Linked DNA regions of Mus musculus: regions 2 and 3 are each linked to region 1. A link is a contact called in public promoter capture Hi-C data. All regions are on one chromosome and are shown on one strand. The core of a region is the stretch at or near the end of the contact, and the rest is flanking DNA. Distances in the headings are between cores, read along the strand shown. Region 1 overlaps Ccdc186 (coiled-coil domain containing 186). Region 2 has its middle 33 kb from the start of Gm32441. Region 3 overlaps Afap1l2 (actin filament associated protein 1-like 2).

Evidence for each region. Capture Hi-C pulls out chosen DNA fragments and counts their contacts.
Region 2: a contact with region 1 is called in a promoter capture Hi-C map of adipose tissue. The contact joins two enhancer-like sites. A contact is called at or near these places in 1 of 39 promoter capture datasets (macrophages), 1 of 15 datasets of contacts at CTCF or cohesin (the NIH/3T3 cell line), 1 of 115 datasets of contacts at active chromatin or transcription factors (pancreatic cancer cells) and 3 of 9 other capture datasets (adipose tissue, liver and pancreatic islet).
Region 3: a contact with region 1 is called in a promoter capture Hi-C map of adipose tissue. The contact joins two enhancer-like sites. A contact is called at or near these places in 2 of 484 Hi-C or Micro-C datasets (both in embryonic stem cells), 1 of 115 datasets of contacts at active chromatin or transcription factors (pancreatic cancer cells) and 3 of 9 other capture datasets (adipose tissue, embryonic stem cells and pancreatic islet).

The regions. Positions count from the first base shown.
Region 1 is chr19:56,799,585-56,804,615 of GRCm38.p6, reverse strand. Ccdc186 (coiled-coil domain containing 186) reads left to right here. Exons shown (of 16, transcript NM_170757.2): 7 at 2,627-2,731; 8 at 3,351-3,449; 9 at 3,617-3,703; 10 at 4,410-4,552. Among named protein-coding and RNA genes, the nearest start is that of Ccdc186, 20 kb to the left of the region's middle. Within about 2 kb of position 2,740, at least 51 of the 459 cell types and tissues checked have an H3K27ac peak or open chromatin away from gene starts, as enhancers often do. A contact at or near this core is called in adipose tissue, where this site is marked.
Region 2 is chr19:56,629,299-56,634,329 of GRCm38.p6, reverse strand. No RefSeq gene overlaps it. Among named protein-coding and RNA genes, the nearest start is that of Gm32441, 33 kb to the left of the region's middle. Within about 2 kb of position 2,534, at least 25 of the 459 cell types and tissues checked have an H3K27ac peak or open chromatin away from gene starts, as enhancers often do. A contact at or near this core is called in adipose tissue, where this site is marked.
Region 3 is chr19:56,938,178-56,943,208 of GRCm38.p6, reverse strand. All of the region lies in intron 4 of Afap1l2 (actin filament associated protein 1-like 2), which reads left to right. Among named protein-coding and RNA genes, the nearest start is that of Gm38597, 37 kb to the left of the region's middle. Within about 2 kb of position 3,113, at least 60 of the 459 cell types and tissues checked have an H3K27ac peak or open chromatin away from gene starts, as enhancers often do. A contact at or near this core is called in adipose tissue, where this site is marked.

The DNA.
Region 1 (5,031 bases), core at 1,491-3,990:
GAGTGACTCCGAGTATAGGATCTCTAAATGACATAAAGGCAAGTTTGCCTCAGAGGAGACATGGATGGGATTTAAAATTAATATGAAAGGGAATTGTGCAGAATTAACGGAAGACAAGAGCATGGATTAAACGGTGGTCCATAGGCTGGAACCATGGCTCAGTTGATGAGAGCTGAGAGTACGTGAAGCCCTGGATTCCATTCTCATATGACCCCAGCACGTAGTGTTCAAGGTTACCTGAGCTATGTAGCAAGTTCGAGGCCAGCCTAGGCTGCATGAAACTCTTTCTCAAAACAAACAAACAAACAAGAAATGAGCAGTAACAAACTTCATTCAGGTGATTCCCAAATGTATAACTTAAGCTGCGTCCTTTCTACCCAACATCGGCTGCATTCAACTGCATTCTTTATACCTGACATTGTCAATAACTTACATTCGCTTAAGATGAACTAATAAAGTGTTCTCCCTCCACCACCCCCCTATTTGAATAAATGACAACTCATTCTTTTACTTTGAGGACAAAAGGCTTGGGTTCAGCCTTGATCTCATGGGTTCATCCTTGTCACACATGCAGCCTCTCATCTTACACTTTTCAAGCCTGTGCACACTGAAGCTGCTTAGCCTTTCTGCGCAAGCTCTGAACTGCCCGCTCTCCCATGCTTTGTTGTTGCTTCATTTCTGCTCCTTAACTCCTGCCCCTAGCGTACTGAACATCCAAGCCTTTGTGTGCTTCCTTTGTTTATTTACCTCTAGCAGTAGACTGTCAGCTTCTCGGGGGTAGAGAGTTTGGTTTGCTTGCTCAGCTCTTTCCCTTGAGAATAGAACAGTGCCTATAAGGCTGCGGAGATGGTTCAGTGGGTCAGGGTGCTCGTACCAATGAGAACCTGAGGGCAAATTTCCAAAAACCCATGTCAAAACAGGGGTACTTGTGTGTCTGTGTGTGTGTGCTTATGCGCGCGCATGTGTACACACATGTGTGTGCATGCTTGTGTGTGTATGTGCATGCGTGTGTGTGTGTGTGTGTGTGTGTGTGTGTGTGTGTGTGTATTGAGATGGGGTCCTATACAGGAGAATCTCCAGAAATTTGTAGACTGACTAGCCTGGTGCTTGCATCGGCAACAAGGTGGAAGGTGTGGCCTGACAACTGAGGTCATCCGGTGAGCTCTGTAAGTGGTCAGCTGATAGGTAGAATATAGACAGTAAGCATCCTTAACCTGACACAATGGGATTTGTTTTCATTTATTCAAATGTTCAGTGTTATCTGGCACTCTCACTTGCTGGATTTAGGGTGTTGAAATGGACCAGAACTATATATGTCAGTTGTGTCTTAGTCACAGGAGTGAGGATGCAGAACCACGGTTGTTTATACTTTGTCTAAGGCTCTGTGGAAAAGTATTCTGGTTATTGTGTTGCTATATTTTAAGTGATACTGGCCCCTGACTATCAAAGACCAGTACCTCAAGGTAGATAAGTGCTAGTTATAAGATGTTTATTGTTAAAATGGCATATGGAGTAATGTGTGGAGCCTAGGTGCAGGGCAGATGTTGAAGAGACAAAGGCTACGCTGCCCAAGCATAAGAACAAAAGAGGGTCACTGAGCTGCCCAGAGCAGAGGCTGCTGCCTAGGCCTCACAGGAGCCCAAAGGATCTCCACAGGAGCAGCAGGTGTCAGTCATTACTTTCCTCATCGCTGTACCATAAGGAAGGGAAGTCTTTTTGACTCACAGTTTTGCACTAGAGCAGGAAAGGCATGACTGACAGTTTGAGGGCCTTGATCACGTTGCATCTGCAGTCAGGAAGCTGGGAGAGAGATCACCAGAGAGCAGGAAGCAAGCAAGGAATAATAAGGAAGATAGACTATACAAAAGAAAGTGTGTATGTTTTCAGTGGGAATTGGCAAGGGACAGTTGAAGAGTCAGGCAGTCAGGACTAGAGCAGGTGAGTGAAAAATAAGAATGAGGGAAAAGCAACAGGTTTTGATGAGGAAATCCCTAAAAATCCTGCATGAAGAATGCCATTTAGCAGTCTCAAAGCAGAGGCCATGTTCAGTAGTGTCGTTCAGTTAAAAGGGAGTTTCAAATGGATATCACAGCCACAGCCAGAGACTCTCTGCAATGTGCAAAGAACCGTAGAAGACTGCTTTTCTCAGTGCTGAAGTCATTTAGAGGACTCTGGGGAAGACTGCTGATTAACTTACTGTCCATCAGTCTCACTGTTAGCCATTTTCCCCGTCAGAAACAAGCAAACTGTTAGACTCCTGCTTAATCCCCTTAGTCTAGTGCTACAACAGTGTCCTAGTTAGGGTTTTCATTGCTGTGAAGAGACACTATGACCACAGCAGCTCTTATAAAGGAAAACATTTAATTGGGGACTACATCACTCAGTCCATTGTTGTCATGGTGGGAAGCATGGTGGACTTCAGGAAGACGTGGTGCTGTAGAAGGACTGAGAGAGTACATCTGGGTCCTTGGGTATCAGAAAGGGTGAGCTTTGAAACCTCAAAGCCCACCCACAAGGTCACACCTCCTTGTTGCTGTTACTGAACCCCACAAGCGGGGACCTCTTTGCTCTCACTGTCCTCCACCTCGCTGTGCCTGATGTTGTCTTTGTCGTGTTGTCATTGTAGGAAACCAAAGATAAACTCAAAGAAACAACTACAAAACTAACCCAGGCAAAGGAGGAAGCTGAGCAAATCCGGCAGAACTGTCAGGACATGATAAAGACCTATCAGGTAGGCTTCCTTGGTGAGAAGTCCGTTATCAGAGCTCTGTGCTCATGCACGTTCCAAGTCTGCCACTGTGCAGTGTACGTGCATTTCTGAAGCACTCAGTTAAAATACAGGTTAGTTCCTGTGCTGTAGTACCTGCAGTTCAAGTGGGGAGACGGTCTAGTGGGCAAGCATAAGAACCTGAGCGCCCACATAAAAGCTGAGTGTGGCAGTGTGAACCCCTAACCTTGGCTTTGTCAGGGTGAAGAGAGAGGTGGGTCCATGCAGCTCACTGGCCAGCCAGTCGAGCCAAGTCAATCAAATCAGCTCAAGTTATATGATATCCTGTCTCAAAAATAAAGTGAAGGGCACTTGAGGAAGAGGCTTGGTGTTAGCTCTGGCTTCCATGGGCACACCACATGACTCATCTTATCAGAGACTTTCCCTTCAAAACGTCGTAGAAAACACTGGATTATGTCATACACTCAAAGTGCACTGTTCCTGTTTCTGCTCTGTTAACACTTAAAGTCCTTCAATACTTTCTCCAGTTTTGGCTGCATAATCTATTGCACAGCTAGTAAACTTGATAGCAAAGCTTTGTTTATTTTCAAAGTAAAAGTGTTTTTCATTGTTTTTCCATTAGGAATCTGAAGAAATTAAGTCAAATGAGCTTGATGCAAAGCTCAGAGTTACAAAAGGAGAACTTGAAAAACAAATGCAAGAGAAATCTGACCAGCTGGAGGTGAGTTTAGTTCTTCCGCACTCTCTAATACATCCTGATTGGCTGGGCTGTGACTCAGGAAGAGGAGTGGTGCATTCGTGACTGTCCACAGATAAGGCCTTCTTAGGAAAACCAGGCAGGATACTGCTAGTGCGCCTGTGTCTCTCAGCGATCTGTGTCTCTTCCAGATGCATCATGCCAAAATAAAGGAGCTAGAAGATCTAAAGAGGACATTTAAGGAGGGCATGGATGAGCTACGGACATTGAGAACGAAGGTAAGCAGTTCCTCACTCCTAACTCAGGTGGGATGAACACTCTTAGTTTACTCTGCTTTTTAAGGTGTTCAGAAAGCAATGCTTAGAAATCTTTCAAAATAAAAGAACTTAGGAAAAGACTAGCATTTTCTTTAGCATTTGCACTGCCACTGACTCTTGCTGAGCTGAGGTTATGTTAGTCACTGGAAGTGCTTGCCATGCATCCTTGCTCATGGCACACTTCAGCATCTGCACCTGGAACATCTGGGCTTTGGAGCTAAGGACAGCAGAGCAGTTGGCAGAATGGGTGGACCTTACAGCACCCTTATGTCGTTGGCAGACCCAAAATACTCCTTCTGACTGTATTTAATAGTAGTTTCTAACAATGTTAGTGAATAATCTGTGGTCAGAGTAATCTCCCTCTTAGGACTTACACGCTGGCTCCACGTGCCAGTCGCTTATCTAGAAGTAGGGTTTTGTGCAGGCACCATGACTTGAGACCACAGCACAGTACCGAGTGTCTGCCATGTCTGTCCTGTTGTGTCAGGTGTTCACTGCAGTTGAACACAGGGGAGTTGTTGTCGTTGAGATAAGGACAGCAGCTTCCTGTCTCCTCACAGCAGCTCCTGCAGCACTTGTCTCAGGTTACTCCTGTGTCTGCCCTGTCTGAGAGAGTTCATATGGAGCACGGCGGTCTGTGCTTAGCTTGACTGTGATCATTTCACAGGCGAAATGTCTAGAAGATGAACGCTTAAGAACGGAAGATGAGTTATCAAAGTACAGGGAAATTATCAATCGACAGAAATCTGAAATTCAGAATTTACTGGACAAGGTGAAAATCACAGATCAGTTACATGAGCAGCTTCAAAGGTATGAAATGAGTGGTGTTTAAGATGGTGTCTCTGAGTACAATACTGTATCAAACAGGAGCAATTCTCATAATTCTTCCAGTTAACAATTCTTCAGTTTGTGTCTTTGAACTCCTGTCACGGCTTCTAAAAGTCAAATCAAAGTTTCTATTTCATAAGCACTGACAGGAACCATGCATAGGTGGGGTGGATTTGGTTTATCTGTTCTGTGGCTTCACAGTCTCTCCTCAAATGGGAAGCGTGAGTCTGCACCTGGCTCCTTAACTTTGTGTGCGAGCCTTGAGGTCAGAGCGAATGTCATTCTGTGATGTCCCAGCATCGTTTAAACTTGGTTCATGATGTCATATAGTAGAGCCTGGACTCAGGGTTAACTTCTATTGTCCTTGCTGTCCATCTCCAGGCAGCCACCCGAGTGCTGCTGAAAAAAGGTTCTCACCCTCACAATCACCGTCCTCAGTAAGGACGCCAGAGACCAGCCAC
Region 2 (5,031 bases), core at 1,285-3,784, 170 kb after region 1:
GAAAAGAAGGAGGAGAAGGAGGAGAAGGAAGGAGGAGAAGGAGGAGAAGGAGGAGAAGGAGGAGAAGGAGGAGAAGGAGGAGAAGGAGGAGAAGGAGGAGAAGGAGGAGAAGGAGGAGAAGGAGGAGAAGGAGGAGAAGGAGGAGAAGGAGGAGAAGGAGGAGAAGGAGGAGAAGGAGGAGAAGGAGAAGAAGAAGAAGAAGAAGAAGAAGAAGAAGAAGAAGAAGAAGAAGAGATGCAATGTAGCTGCTGGATGCTCAGCCCTAAGCAGGACATCTATATCTTGCCTCCATGGCTCAGGGAACATTGTAGAAGAGGGAGAGAAAGCTGGTAAAATTGGAGGGGGAGAAGTGAAGCAGCGGCTTCGGGCTGTGGGAAGGCTGTAATCGGGAATACACAGCAGTTTTGGCTACCTGCACAAGACCTGCAAACACACACACATGTAAACACATATGCAGGCATAGGCACACACACACACACACATACATGCATACATGTGCACACACAATACAATATCATACAATACCATACAATACAATAAAATAAAAATAGACAGAGATTTAGTTGAGAAAAAGAAGGGGAGCCTAGTAGGAGTGGTAGAGAGAGGGGAGAGTAAGTGGGGGGACAGTTGTGAATATATGATCACATCATATCATATATGTATATATAAAATCATTTAAAACAAACAAAGCCAAACACAGGCAGCAAATACAAAGAGGACATGGAAACTCGCAGCAAGAAGGGGTTCCGAGCAAATGAGAAAGCATTTGGTAGGAACCATACCTGCCCGTTCTCACCTGCCCGCACTTTGGACTTTAAGCCCCTAGCCTGTAAGGAATAAACACGTGTGGCCTCAGACCCACCTGTGCCTCCTGTGTGCTGGAACTAAGGGCACAGGCCACCACACCCAGCATCTTTTCAGTTCCTGAGAGACACTGTCAAGTAGCTATGCTGGAGTTCATGGACCAGATGCAACTTTTACTATAAGATAATTCAGTATATGTGAGGGACCTTTGCTCCTTAGATATCATAGTGCCAAAATTGAGAGAAGGAAAGGGTTCGTCAGCCAGAAAACTCCTTTACAGTTTTTGGACAATTTATTACAAAAACCCTCAACTTTTTATTGTTTCTTTTTATTTTAATTGCCCGTATTTATGTATTTGTGTGCCATGGTGTGCATGTGGAGGTCAGAGGACAGCCTGCAAGAATTGATTCTCTCCTTCCAACATGTCAGACCCGACGACAAGTACCTTTACCCACGGCAGCATCCTGCTAACCCTATTGTTTTTTAATTATGATACAAATCAGGAAGCTTGTATCATGGTAGAGGTAATGCAGAATGTGGGAACTGTTGAAGTTCACTACAAAAGATGGAAGGACTCTGAGCCACTTTGTGGATGCTAAAACTCCAATCCAGGGAACTAGGCTTCTCAAAGCCCTGTAGTTACTAGTGAGGATTGATGCTGGTGTCCCAAGTTCTACTCTGAAAAAAATCTCTCTTGAGTATCAAGCTATGGCAAAACATGGGAGTATATGCCCTTCCTAAATGCTCCCACCAGGGCTATACCTAACACAGCTGCTGATCAATGGGTTCCAGGCACCGTGTTGATAACGTCTGAACTAAGGTTTATAAGGGAGATGCTACGGCATCTTGACATTTAATATTTCTGTATCAGTGTAAAGATGATTAGTGGGTTCTTTTACTTGCTGGGAAGGAGGGTCACTTTAAGTCGTTAAGGCGCAGGGCATATTTTGCATCTCTCTCCTGTCTTAGTTTGGGTTGACCACATTCAGGTGCATGCTACCTAACCACATGTGGCAAGTGGCTTCTGTGTTGAATGTGAGAATTCTCCATAGCAGAACTTATCTCAGCTAGATCTCCGCCAAAGCAGATGTCCCTTAGAATAGAGAGGATGCCCTGGGTGGCTGAAGGGATGGAGCAGTGGGTAACGAGAGCAGGAACTTGAGTTCCTATCCCTAGATGAGGTGGCTAGCGCTGTAACCTCGGTGCTGGGAGAGGAGACAGGGGGACTGTCTGAGCTCATGGCCGGCTAGCCAGCCTAGCCAAACTCATGAGCTTCATGTTTAGTGAGAGACTCTGCCTCAAAACGTAGGTGAAGAATGACAGAGGAAGCGGCCTGACGACAGCCTCTGGCCTCTAAATAGTAGTTCATAGCTATCCTCGGACTCCCTCAGATGGTCCCACAGCTTAGCCATATCTGGAAGCTGTTACAATTTTGGTGACTAACCAGGGGGTGTAGGGATGGGGGTAGGCCTAAAAGGGGGAGGGGGAGATAGGCCTAAGCTTGGGGGGGGGGGGGTAATTGGCTGAGACATAAACATAAACTAGTCACGGCTGGACAAGTTTACAGACTTGCCTGGTGGTTTGACTTCTCGTACTATTCCAGAACTTCACCTACCATTGACCTTGTAGCCACTACCTGAAGGCTGTCCAGCACACTGCACCCCACCCGCGGCTGCCCATTAATCACGGGCCAAAGAGGCTTTGCCTGGCAGAGGCAGCTACAGGGTTCTGGAACAGGATGCAGCCATTGGCAGACGGGTTCTCTTATCAGGACCTCGCAGTCAGAGAAAAGGCTCCTGTCTGTGGAGAGGGTGGCTTTTGTTTGCTTTCTCTTTTAGCTAAAGGGAATTCCTGGGGAAAAGGGATGCCAGAGAAAAGGAAATGCTTGCCAATAAGAAAAATCCTTCCCAGCCGGACTCCTGCCCCACCCGAAGGACAGCCCCAGCTTCAAAGGGTTCAGCAAGTGTTCCTCACGCTCGGGGTCAGCTCCAGTCCAAGGGAGCTTGCTCGCCCTTTCTTGCAGAGGTCTGCTCCTGGTTTCCTCCGGCTGCCAGGGCTGCATTTTAGATCAAGGAAGCCCAGGAACGCAGACACTCAGTCCTTCTTGCGTTTTTCTAAGGGTTGAGGCCTAGAAGGACCAAGGAAACTAGAAGAGGCCTAGTGACCTCCCTGTCCAAGAGGAGGAAGGTGCCAAAGTCAGAGAGTTGTGCCCCAAGCTGCACAGTGAGATTGAAAGACAAGCTGGGAACAGACTGTGTCTCTGCCTGGCAGCTGGCCTCCAGTTCTCCAAACTTGCGTCGTGCCTGTGTGCTTGCTTTGCTGTTGAGATGTCGCTGTCTGTTGGTGGGTGTTGCAAGTGGAGGTTTCTGAGAGAGGGTTGTGCATTGGATCGTATCCAAGGCCACTGAAGAGGCACTGCTTGGTTTGTACATCAACTTGACACAAGCTAAAGGCATCTGAGAGGAGCAAACCTCAGTTAAAGAAAATGCCTCCATAAGATCCAGCTTTAAGGCATTTTCTTAATTAGTGATTGATGGGGAAGGGCCCAGCCCACTGTGGGTCTCATCGTCCCTGGGTTGGTGGTCCTGGGTTCTATGAGAAAGCAGGCTGAGCAAACCATGAGGAACAAGCCAGTAAGCAGCATCCCTCCACGGCCTCTGCTTCATCTCCTGCCCCCAGGTTCCTGACCTGTTTGAGTTCCAGTCTTGACTTCCTTCAATGATGGACTTCAGTGTGGAAATAGAAGCCAAATAAACCGTTTCCTTCTTAGCCTGCTTTTGGCTGCAGTGCTTCATCGCTGCAATGAACACCCTAAGACAGTCTCTCTATATATTTCAGGCTAGTTCCAAATGGTCATCCTCCTGCCTCTGTCATTCTAGTGCCATTATGCCCAGGTCTTGAGGACCAGAAATGTTGAGTCCTGTCGTGTCAAGCATGATGGGAGATACACTAAATGAATGTGCCATCTGGTAGGAATCCAGTTCTAAATATTAGGTCTTTACAAAAAGAGACACCTGGAAAAAAATGTAGTCTTATTGAGGTATAACCTACACGGCTGCATAATAACTTTCTAAGGAGGTCAGAGGGCCTGGGTAGTGGAGGCACCCGCTAAGACCTGCCCAGAGGCTGGAGAAGGAATGCTGTTTGCTCACAGAGAGTTCCTTGGAAGTGAGTGGGGAACTGTGGGCAGGAGAAGTCACACCCAAAGCTGTCCTCTGACCACCAAAGTATGTGCATAAATTCTCTCTCTCTCTCTTTCTGTCTCACACACACACACACACACACACACACACACACACACACACTACACTGCAAATCAAAACAAAATAAAACACCAACAGCCTATTCTGAAGTCTGTTTCCCAGAAACATTACCACTAATAGGGCCTCTACCTGGTCCTCATGTGAGATTCCTCAAGACAGGGGCCATTGAAACACCATGAAGTATAATTGTGTTCCAGGGTCACACCTCTGCCTGCTTCTTTCCACTTCTCTCTCTTGCTGCCCTGCTTCTCCAACAGTTCCTTGTGGGGACAGTCACGTTGGGTATCATTGCACATGAATCCAACCACATCCCAACTCTGTGCGTGGATCCTGCCACAAAGTCAGCAGAGAGAGAGCGCTTTCATCTTGCAGGGCCTCTGGGGGCCTGAGTGTTCTGGTCCTGCTCAGTCTGCCCCTGTCCAGCCAGGGTTCGTCAGCTTATTCCCACTGCACTCCCTGGGTGACCTTTCTCAGGGCTCCAGGAGAGAGCCTGAGTTCCGGGCATGGGATGAAGGCTGGGTGAGGTTCAGCAGAGTGCTGGATAACAAAGGCACGTGCTCTTGAAAATTGTCAAGGGGACAAACCAGGAACCCACAGTTTTTTGGGTTTTTTTTTTTTTTTTGATCAACAAAACTTAAATAGAAACGGAGGCTATTCATTGTGCTACCAGATTTAGAGCTTTTAACAAGAAACACACTCGTGCTTCAAGGGAAAAAAAAAAGGTCCTCAGAAGTCTGTCTTGCTCTGGCCAACGAGCTTCCAAATTTTGGTGGCATTATAAGTGGTGTCAGGATGACCCATCAACGTGTAAAGATTTTCAAAATTTTATCTTTCTGGAATGAGTCGGTACATTTCAATTCCCATTCAAAGTTGCTTTAAATATATAAGTAGATGATCACATTTACTTTTGAGTCCCAGCAGCCTCTTTTTTTTTTTTCATAAGGATGAAGTTTGTTAGTCTGTC
Region 3 (5,031 bases), core at 1,864-4,363, 140 kb before region 1:
TTCCTGTGTCTGGGACCTTCGAAACAGGTGTGGTGGTTCACGCCTCTGATCCCAGCACTCAGGAGGCTGAGGCAGGAGGATCTCCATGAGTTTAAAGCTGGCCTGAGCGACATGGTAAGTTCCAGGTCAGCGTGGCCTAACAGTGAGACGTTACCTCAAATACACAGAAGAGAAAAAGGAATGTGTACCACGCTGTACCTCATACTTGAAGCCCACTAGAAGGTCATGGAAAGCTTAGAAATAGACTTCCTGTTCCAAACATGGTCCCCAGGCTTCACTCCCCACCAACAGCGGCTGTGCAGCCTCCTCAGACTGGGTTTTCACTCACTGCCCCCCTGCCGCTGGGGTGGGTTCTGCCTCAGGGTCTTTGTACTTTCTGGGCTACTGGCTTGCCCTCTTCTCCTGACCTGGATGATGATGCGGCCACTTACTCCTGCTCTGCCTCTGTTGAGCTGCTGTCCCTTGCCGCTTCTGACATAGCTGTTTCGTTGTTCATCTCCTTCATCAGATATAAGCTCCAAAGGATAGGAGTAGCAACTTTCACCAACCACCTCATACCCCGTGTACCAAGCAGGCCGTAGAGAGCTCACTTTGTAGACCAGGCTGGCCTCAAACTCCGCTTGAGTGCTGAGATGAAAGGCTTGGCCACCACACCCAGTTTGTTTCTTGGTGTTTAAGTGACAGCGATGTTGGCATCTGTCTGACCAGATGGTCACGTTCAATGGGTTACGCTTATAAAAAAAAAAAAAAACGCTGTCTCTGCCACACTAAGGCAAGCTTTGGTGAGATGAGTCACAGTGTTTACATTTTGGTTATATTAGGCTTCTGTTGCTGTGGTTGACACTGGAATCAAAGGTGACTTGGCGAGGAAAGAGTTTATTTCAGTTCCATCACTGAGGAAAGTCAAGGCAACAACTTAAAGCAGAAGTCTAGAGGCGGGGACTGAAGCAGAAGCCAGGAGAAGTGTTGCTTACTGGCTTTCTCCTCCTGATTTGTCCAGTATTGCTAACCTACACCATCTAAGGCCACATGCCCAGGGTGGCACCTCCAACAATGGCCCCGGGCCCTCCTACATCAAGCACTAATCAAGAAAATACCCTACATACGTGACTACAGGCATATCTTACAAAAACATCTTCTCAATTGTTGTCCCCTCTTTTTTTTTTTTTCCCCTCAAGACAGAGTTCCTCTGTGTAGCCCCTGGCTGTCCTGGAACTCACTTTGTAGACCAGGCTGGCCTCGAACTCAGAAATCCACCTGCCTCTGCCTCCCGAGTGCTGGGATTAAAGGTGAGTGCCACCACGCCCGGCCCTGTTGTTCCCTCTTTTAAGATAACTCTTGAGCCGGGCATGGTGGCTCAAGAACACCCAGCCGGAACAATGTGGCAGAAGCCCATTGTCTTAGTCTGGAAGTGACAATATCAAGACTTGATCCCAGGCTCTTTTCCCCCTAAGGAGGCTTCCTAGAAAGACCCAAGGCCACATCATATGAGGTTCAAGGAGGGTCTTTACCTCAGAATGGCTTTGAACCAGCCTCCAAGGACAGCAGGGGTACACACTACCACCATGTGGGACGCAGGTGTAGTTCATGAGTAGTTCATGGGTCAGTGTCTCATGCTTGAAGTCCCCTTAACTGGCAGCTGGTGGGACCTTCGATGTCAGGTGAAGTGACTATTGGCAGGCTGATCCTTCCTCTCTGGGTATCCATGCCGTGCTCCTGATGGCCTCTTCCTGAACTTCTACCCCACTCTACACAAGGGACAGGTGACTCTGTCACCATCTCAGAGTGTTAAGAGAGGCCTGGCCTAAGTGGACGTCCAGGAGGCAGAGAGGACAGATGTCAACACAGGCTTCTTGCTGGCCCTAAGCAGAGTGGGGGACTTTGCTCCTCCCAGCTCCTCCCCACCTCACTCTCACCCCAGTACTTTGGGGGTCTGGGAGAGACACTTTCCTGGCACTCCCCTATCTGGCTGTCACCAGCAGCAGTGGGTGGTTCTGGGTAGAACAGTGTGGTTCTACGATAAGCTCTCCTAGGCATAGCTCACTGTGATTTTGCTGATGTGAAATGCCACCTGCCAAGCCAGATACTCCTGGGTCAACGCAAGGAGGGATGATATATTCAATAGGCAGAGTTCTCCTGGCACTGAGTCTTAACTATTCCAGAAATCTGTGTCTCATAAACACAGTGTAGAGAGCAGAGAGCCTGGGCTTTGGTCATAGTTCTAAAGAATCCAGTCCAGTGAACCCCGAAGCCTCTGGGATTCACGGCATTCCCCAGCATGAAGATTGAAGGGTCTCCGTATGAGGGCAAAGGGCAGGGTAGACGTGGTCCTCTCCTGCTTCATCCTTCCTACTCTGTCTGTGATGGGGCGGCTCGGGCCTGTCTGAGCGGAAGTCGGTGCTCGAGATGGAGACATTGTCACCGCCCAGGAATAGTTCAGTCTCAGGAGCCTTTCCGAGGCGTGGTAATTGTCCTGTGGACAGACTCCAGGCCTGGGGACCATTCCAGCAGCACCAGCTGACATTACAGTACAGGGCCCTCCCTCTACCAGATGGACTTTCTTTGCTAGAAGGGTATGACATGTCTAAGGCCTTCCAAGATTTTTCCTAGGCACCCGCTACTGCCCTCCAATGATTCCAGATGTGGTGTGAGGAAGGGTGGTCTCTGCTCCCCAGGCCCTCTCTTCCCCACCCGCACATGCATGCCCATGCTCGGGCCCCTCAGGCCTTCCTACTCTGCCCAAAGCAGTAAAAGTCTTAGTCCAGTGTTTCCAGAGGAGCAGGGTCAGGTGGATCAGGACGAGGAAACACAAGAGTCATGGCTGCCTATGCCTCCCAGGAAGACCTCATGGCAGTTCCATCCAGCCTTCCTCAGACAGAGATTCCCTCCTCCCTCTCCTGACTCTACATGATCAGTGTGCTATGGGGAAACCTTCACCCAAATGCTGGACCCCTAATGCCTGTGTCTGGGCCAGGATGGTGGTCCTTGTCCTGGCCTTGGGATGCTCGTCAGCTCATCCCTAACTCATCTCTGGTGGCGAGGTCCTTACTGTAGTCCCCACAGTCAGAACAGGTCCATCCAGCCGTGGAGGGCAGCCAAGGATCTGGAGCAAACTTGTGGGTGTGGACAGTGACTCACAGCTTAAGTCTTTCCAGGCTGCAGGCTGCACAGCCAGGTGCTGCGGTCACTGCAAGAGAAGCAGATGTCCGCTGGCCACTGTACCATCTTGGCAAGCGCCACCCCTCCCCCACACACCTCCTGAGGCCTGACCGTGACATTAGCACTGATCTCAATGGAGCTTCCTGGTAGGGAAGCAGCTGACATGGCATTTTCGCGGTCAGTGTGGCCCCAGAGTTTTCCACAGTGGGTTGTTCCCCAGGGAAGTTTGCATGACTGCCTTGGGTCATCTAGGACCATGGAGCTTAGGAGTGAGTAGCTGAGATAAGAGACCCCAAGGGGCCACAGATTCCTAAAATATTTGCTGGCTGGCCCTTTGGAGAACAAGCAGAACTGTGGCTCTTGGTAAACCCTGCAGCTCACAGTGGCTTCTTCCTTGTCTCCCCCTCTGATGATAGCTGGTTATTTCAGCACTGAAATCCAGTCTCCTGCATCTTTGGTTAATGATTTTACCGTCTTCGGGTTACTGTTGCTGTGAAGAGACACTGTGAACCAGAAAGCAAGTTGAGGAGGAAAGGATTTATTTGGCTTATACTTCCATATTTCTGTTCACCATTGAAAGAAGTCAGGATGGGAACTTAAACAGGGCAGGAACCTGGAGGCAGGAGCTGATGCAGAGGCCATGGAGGGGTGCTGCTTATGGGCTTGCTCATCATGGCTTGCTCAGCCTGCTTTCTTACAGCACCCAGAACCAACAGCCCAGGGAAAGCACCACTCACAGTGGGCTGGGGCCTCCCCCACTGATCACTAATAAGAAAATGCCATATAGCTGGGGTCTTATGGAGGCATTGTCTCAGCGGAGAGTCCCTCCTCTCAGATAACTCTAGCTTGTGTCAAGTTGATGTAAAACCATCCAGGACAATCACAATCTTCGCATCTTGATGCTGGTGCTTAACACAGTGGACCTTATGGTGCTGATACTGAACAGAGTGGTTCTTCTTCCTTAGTCCTAAGACGTTAGCATCTCTGTCCTTCGGTATCTAATGGTAAGTCGCTGTGTCTGGGATTATAGGACATACACATGGGACTTTGATGTTTTTATATATTTTTTGTAACATTTTTTTTAATTAGATATTTTCCTCATTTACATTTCCAATGCTATCCCAAAAGTCCCCTATACCCACCCCCACAATCCCCTACCCACCCACTCCCCCTTTTTGGCCCTGGTGTTCCCCTGTACTGGGGCATATAAAGTTTGCAAGTCCACATGGCCTCTCTTTCCAGTGATGGCCGACTAGGCTATCTTTTGATACATATGCAGCTAGAGACAAGAGCTCCGGGGCACTGGTTAGTTCATATTGTTGTTCCACCTATAGGGTTGCAGTTCCCTTTAGCTCCTTGGGTACTTTCTTTAGCTCCTCCATGGGGGCCGTATGACCCATCCAATAGCTGACTGTGATCATCCACTCTGTGTTTGCTAGGCCCCGACTATTTTTTTCTTTAGGCTAGTAAATACAGACATTTACCGAACACTTCATGTTGCCCAGCACAGTTTAACCCTCTGTGTTTGCAAGTGACAGACGTTTCTGCTTTTTTTTTTAAATACTACAGCCTAGACAAATTGTATTTGGGTTTCTATTGCTGTGAAGAGACACCATGACCTCAGCAATTCTTATAAAGGAAAACATTTAATTGGGGCTGGCTTATATTTTCAGAGGTTTAGTCCATGACTGTCATGGCTGGGAACATGGTGGTGTGCAGGCAGACATGGTACTGGGGAAGGAGCTGAGAGTTCTACAACTTGATCTGTAGGCAACAGGAGACTGACACACTGGGAATAGCTTGAGCATATATGAGATCTCAAAGCCCACCTCCACAGTGACATACTTCCTCCAATGAGGCCACACTTACTCC